Linked DNA regions of Mus musculus: region 1 is linked to region 2. Evidence: chromatin contacts called from public HiChIP or PLAC-seq data. All regions are on one chromosome and are shown on one strand. The core of a region is the stretch at or near the end of the contact, and the rest is flanking DNA. Distances in the headings are between cores, read along the strand shown. Region 1 overlaps Plekha4 (pleckstrin homology domain containing, family A (phosphoinositide binding specific) member 4). Region 2 holds the start of Irf3 (interferon regulatory factor 3).

What was found. HiChIP or PLAC-seq counts read pairs in DNA pulled down with a chosen protein or histone mark.
Region 1: a contact with region 2 is called in a FOXA1 HiChIP or PLAC-seq map of pancreatic cancer cells. The contact joins the enhancer-like site here to the promoter of Irf3 in region 2. A contact is called at or near these places in 5 of 39 promoter capture datasets (hippocampal neurons, liver, neural stem cells and 1 more), 1 of 484 Hi-C or Micro-C datasets (LSK cells), 4 of 115 datasets of contacts at active chromatin or transcription factors (memory CD8 T cells, microglia, pancreatic cancer cells and 1 more) and 2 of 9 other capture datasets (adipose tissue and pancreatic islet).

The regions. Positions count from the first base shown.
Region 1 is chr7:45,537,473-45,540,172 of GRCm38.p6, reverse strand. It overlaps Plekha4 (pleckstrin homology domain containing, family A (phosphoinositide binding specific) member 4), which reads right to left. Exons shown (of 20, transcript NM_001381849.1): 7 at 2,301-2,516; 8 at 1,696-1,975; 9 at 884-967. Among named protein-coding and RNA genes, the nearest start is that of Plekha4, 9.2 kb to the right of the region's middle. Within about 2 kb of position 1,377, at least 174 of the 459 cell types and tissues checked have an H3K27ac peak or open chromatin away from gene starts, as enhancers often do. A contact at or near this core is called in adipose tissue, hippocampal neurons, liver and 4 more, where this site is marked.
Region 2 is chr7:44,996,230-44,998,929 of GRCm38.p6, reverse strand. It overlaps Irf3 (interferon regulatory factor 3), which reads right to left and starts at 1,282. Exons shown (of 8, transcript NM_016849.4): 1 at 1,022-1,282; 2 at 53-225. The coding sequence starts at 217. Bcl2l12 (BCL2-like 12 (proline rich)) reads left to right here and starts at 1,351. Exons shown (of 7, transcript NM_029410.3): 1 at 1,351-1,467; 2 at 1,938-2,052; 3 at 2,244-2,386. The coding sequence starts at 1,946.

The DNA.
Region 1 (2,700 bases), core at 128-2,627, 540 kb before region 2:
ATCAGAACTTCAGGTCAGGGCTGGAGAGATGATGGCTCAGCTGTTAAAAGCACTGGCTGTTCTTTCAGAGGACCTGGGTTCAATTCCCAGCACCCATGTGGTGGCTCACAGCTATCATTTGGGGGAAGAAAGGCATCTATTGGTCTTTCTGAAGCCCAGGGTTCAGGACCCAGCACCTACACCGTAGCCTGCAGTCACCTGCAACTGCAGATCTAGGGAATCCAATGCCTTCCAATTTCCCTGAACACGAGGCATGCAGAAATTACACTAACATACATGCAGGTAGAACGTTTAAATATGTCTATTTAACATAGCAAAGCGGGCTCAGCATTCAGAAGAGTCCTGGTTCCTCTCAGCACTTTTCTCATCCAGTCCCCTAACCTGAACCCATCCGGCCCCTGAAAACTTCCTCCCCCCGCCCCCCCCTTCTCTGGTTTCTGTATAACCTCAGCCATTTTGGCTTCTTGGTCTCAGTCCTCAGCTCCCCTCTTTGCTCCTTCTGTTTTCTCCTCTCCTCTCCTCTCCTCTCCTCTCCTCTCCTCTCCTCTCCCCTCCCCTCCCACCCATCCCTTTCTCTCCCCCATGGCCTCCCTTGAGCCTGCTGGCCTGGTTCAGTCTGGCCTCTTCCAGGTGCCTCTGGCTGTTCTCTCCCTTGTATCTATACTAATAAATCTTCTCGGCTATAGCTAGGATCGCTCATGTCCTCATTTCTTTATTCCATATCTTGCTCTATCAGTCATGGGAAAACAATAAGAGCAGCTACCCAGGGAGCCTCATATCAAGGCTCTTTGGCCAGGAGACAACTATCCTAGGGGAGGGGGGTGCTGAGAAGGTCAAGCAAGAGACGGAATCTACTGGATTCCTGGGGCTGCAGGAGACCTACCAGCAAAATCATGGAGGCCTGGGTCCCAGGAGGTCTTGGGGGCAGCTGGAGATAGGTGGACGAACCAGAGGTGGCCTGGGTAGACTGAAATGCATAGAAACATCTGGTTAAGTCTAGTGGCCCTGGCCATCATCTGAGCTACTCTGGAGGGCTGGGTTTTAGAGTAAGTTTAAGGCCTACCTGGACAACTTAGAGAGACCCTGTCTCAAAATGAGAAGCTAAAAAGAGGACCGTGGAGTAGGTCAGTGGTAAAGTACTTGCCTAGAACAGTCACACACACACACACACACACACACACACACACACATCCTCAACTACACTGGCTACATACACACAGGGTGCTAATAAATGGACTAGCATGGCAAAACCACTAGGGGTTGCTGGAAATTAGCTTCCGATATTCTGGGCTATAAACCCGTGATTCTTAGAGGGATTGTCAGGAGGCTGGCTATGTTGAAACAATAACTGGAATCCAAACTATGCTTTGGCCTCTCAGTTTCAAAGAGAGTGTTCTGGACTACAATACCCACAATACATAGAAGCAAAGGTACGCGAGCACGCGCTACCCCCCCCCCCCCAAAACTCCTCCACACACATCCTGAGACCTGATGGGACGTGGAATCACTATAGGAGCAATGGTACACCCACCCACCCACCCACAGCACCACCATATGGGGGGGGGGGGAGGCGGAGATGACCAGTTGCATTGTGAACTATAATCCCCATAATTCCTGGGAAGCATGACTCAATCACTGGCCTAGAAAGCGAGCCTGGAAGCCTAGTGGGAAATGTAGTCTGCTCCTTTCGAGCACCTGCGTTCTCTGCTCTGGTGTCCGGGGCTGGGGACTCCTGGGTGGCCGTTCTCCGCCAGCTTCAGAGGAAGGTCCTCGGCGTGGAATGGGAGGTCGGGAGAGGGTCTGTCTTTGGGGTCCCCAATCCAGAGGAGGTCGGACATCGATGCGACTCAAAGGAGTATGCGGTCGGGCAGGAAATGAGATGTCTCCTGCTGAGAGAGGGGGTCGCCGGGCCGGGGCAGAGCGAGGACGGGGAAGGCTCAGAGGGGAGGGAGGCCGGGAAAGGGGTGAGAACAACCTGTGGAAAGGAGATAATCGGGAAACTGTGTTAGCCTGAGTTCCTGCTCCCAGTCCATCTCTCTACCCAACAAGAGTATCTGGCTTCCCTGAGTCGCACTGCCCCTCTGCTAGGCAGAGTGGGTGTGTTCCCTTTGGGAATATATGCATCCATTTACCTGCAAAAGACCAAGCCTTGACCCAGGCCTCTGGGGTCCCATCCTTCCCTTAAGCCACGCTTCCAGCTAGCTCCCTCTTTCCTTAGACCTCCAAAGAAGCCTCACTGGGCCAACCAGTCCTTCCCTTGCCCTACCATTAGACAAAGCACCCAAAGGGTTCCTTCTTACTCTGGGCTCCGGGTTCTACGACTCCAGGTGTCAGTCTGCAGATCCACTGTAGAGTTGGGAGTGTGCGTTTCATGTCTGCCAAGACCTCTGGAGAGCCGAGCTACCTCTGGTGATTCTGAGATGCGCCCCTCTTCCCTTCTGTTCACCTCTGGGGGTCCTCCGGGTCCCCCAGGACCTTCCCCAGGCCTGGGACGTGCAGGTGACCTCGGGAGTCCGCTAGCAAGTGAAGAAGAAGAGGGATCTGTTCCTTATTCTTTTTTCTTTTTTTAAGATTTGTTTATTTATTTATTTATTATGTGTACACTGTAGCTGTCTTCAGATACTCCAGAAGAGGGCATCAGATTTCATTACTGGTGGTTGTGAGCCACCATGTGGTTGCTGGGATTTGAACTCAGGACCT
Region 2 (2,700 bases), core at 33-2,532:
TGCCCTGGTCCAGCCACACCCAGAAATGCGTCTGAAATCTTTCCCCCAGCACCTGGAAGATGCCAAAGTCAGCCATCTGTGCGTCCTGCCGTAGGCCATGCTTCCACGGGATCCTGAACCTCGTTCGGCTCTCGTCCAGCCAGGCCACGCCTTCCAGCTGCCCCAGGTCCAGCTGTGACACCAGCCAGGGCAAAATCCGCGGTTTCGGGGTTTCCATGCTCTAGCCTGCGCACCACAGGACAGTTCCTGAGCCTGTCTGTCACGGGGCAAATGCACTCAAACCTCTCCGACCCGCCACAACACAGGTCTTCCTTCACCATTGTGTACAAACGGGAAACTCCTTCCCACCTTTCCAAATCCAACGGGACCGCCTCTCCTACCCCCCAGAGTCTTCTATATGAACTCTACCCATAGGTTCCTTCCCTTTTCTAAATGTAAACTCCTATTATCCAAAGCTGGCACCCTATTTCAAGAGTGGAGTCCTCTTTCCCTCGTCTTTAAAGGATCCTAACTGCTCTCACAACCGCCTCACCCTTGCAGAAAACCCTTACTCATTTCCAGAGTCTTTTCCCAGGTGCTGTCGCTTCTTCTGTTTTTTTGTTTTTTGTTCCTATATTGTTTTTACGGATGTTTGAGACAGGGTCTTAGTATGTAGCATAGGCTGTCCTTGAACTTGCTATGTAGCCAAGGCTGGTCTTCAACTCACTCTGTGGCCCTGGCTGGCCTCGAATGCACTCTGTAACCCAGGCTACCCTCAAACTTATTCAGTAGCTCAGGCTGGTCTTCAAATCGCTTAACCCATGTTGGTCTGGCGCTCATTCTGTCGTCCAGCCTGGCCTGGAGCTCACTGGCCTTGAACTTACAGCAATCTTTACTGCCTCCAGCCTGGATGCTGAGACTGCAGGCTTCCGTCTACAACGCGTGGCCATTCTGCTTTTCGGTAGCCGAGCTTCTGAGCGACAGGTTTGCCCGATCCTGCGCCCTGAGGCCGCCACCCTCCCGGCTCTTCCGCGTTACCTACCAGGGGAGGAATTGGGCGCCCGTGCGGCGCGGGTGCCAGCAGTGGTTTTGGGGCTCCCAAACAGTAGTTCTGAGACTCGCAGCCACGCAACCCCCTTCTTTGTCAGCTAAGCCTCCGAGCGCTGGGACTTCCTTTTCTAACGATATTTTGAGATATAAAAAGTTTTTCTCAACATTGACGAAATAAAGTCAAGAAATCCCGGAGCGCACTTCGGCTTAGCAGGCCTAACTCCCTCAAATGCCCTTTTTTGGCCTTCCGCCTACAGGCATGCTGGGAACGCCATATGCAAATGACCGCAAAAGAAGGCTCCACCCCTTCGACGTTGGGGCGGTTGCCGTGTCGGCCCAGTGCGCAGGCGTGGGAAAGTTGAACTTCCGAAGTAAAAGTTTGTAGAAATTGTGAGAAAGCGTGTACGCCAGTGCGACGGGGACACAACCGCGAGCCAGGTGAGCTGGGTGCCAGGGAGGGGACAGGGTTGCAGGAAAGGCCACAGCCAGTCCTGCCAAGCTGTGACTTCCAAGCACCCGGGGTCTCCCGGTGCACGCCAGAGGTAAAATTGGAACTACATCTCCCAGCAGACTGCTCGGTGAAAAGTGGGGAAATCGGACCAGCGTTTGCCGCAAAGCATACTAGGATTAGTAGTTCCCTATTCTCTACGGTCTTCGAGCCTTCTTTGGCGCTGCTAGCTGAGAGGGAACTCCAAACCCCCTTCCCGCTCCTTCCTGCAAGAGTTCAAGCACTCATTTACCTCCTTTCTTAGACTCAGTAATTCAGACCGTTTCTCCTCAACTGAATCAACTGCCCCACTGGCCCTTAAAAACCACCTTTTCCTTGGAGTTAGGCGCCCTCTTCATTCAGTGATTCAGAAGTTTGAGTTATCCCTGCACTTGGGTGCATCCTCTGTCTTCTGCCTCAGGTACCCCCATGGCCGGCTCTGAAGAGTTGGGTCTCCGAGAGGACACACTGAAGGTTCTGACGGCCTTCCTTAAGCGCGGTGAAGTCGCTGGGTCCCCTGTCCCAACTCCACCCAGGTGAGTTCCACTCCCCCAGCGTCAGCCTTTGATGGGAAGATCTTCCTGAGTCTTGTGGTCCAAACCTATCTACTCCCATCAGACCTAACTCCATGTGCCTGGGCTGAGTTTCAAGAGTGATCTTCCATGAAAGGATGAAGGGATCACTTGCCCAGACCCCTTCGGGATAACTCCGAGGTTCTTGTCCCTAGGAGTCCTGCCCAAGAGGAGACAACAGATTTCCTGAGCCGCCTCCGAAGATGCCTCCCTTGTCCCCTGGGGAGAGGAGCTCCCCCCACGGAGTCCTCTAGGCCCCACTTCCTTCCCCTCCGCCCCTGCTATGGTTCCGAGCCTGGTAAGAGATTTATTCAGGTCACTTGTGAAACTTTCAGGGCTAGGAGTTTTGGTTCCAAAAAATCCAGACAGGACCCATTATAAAGTCAACACGGTTCAGCTTCAGCACAAGCCATAACCATTTCAAGTCTTTGTCACACCTCTTTCTAGCGGGTAAGTGTAAGTGTTTGTGCTTGGATAGGAGGTACCCTGGGGCTCCAAAGCCCGGGAAGCATGCAGCTCTGAAGGGAGAAGGGGTCCCAGTGCAAGGGATGCCTGAGACTGGGGGCCCAAGAGCCACACAGCGCTGAGGTGGGACGTGTCCCGATGGAGGGG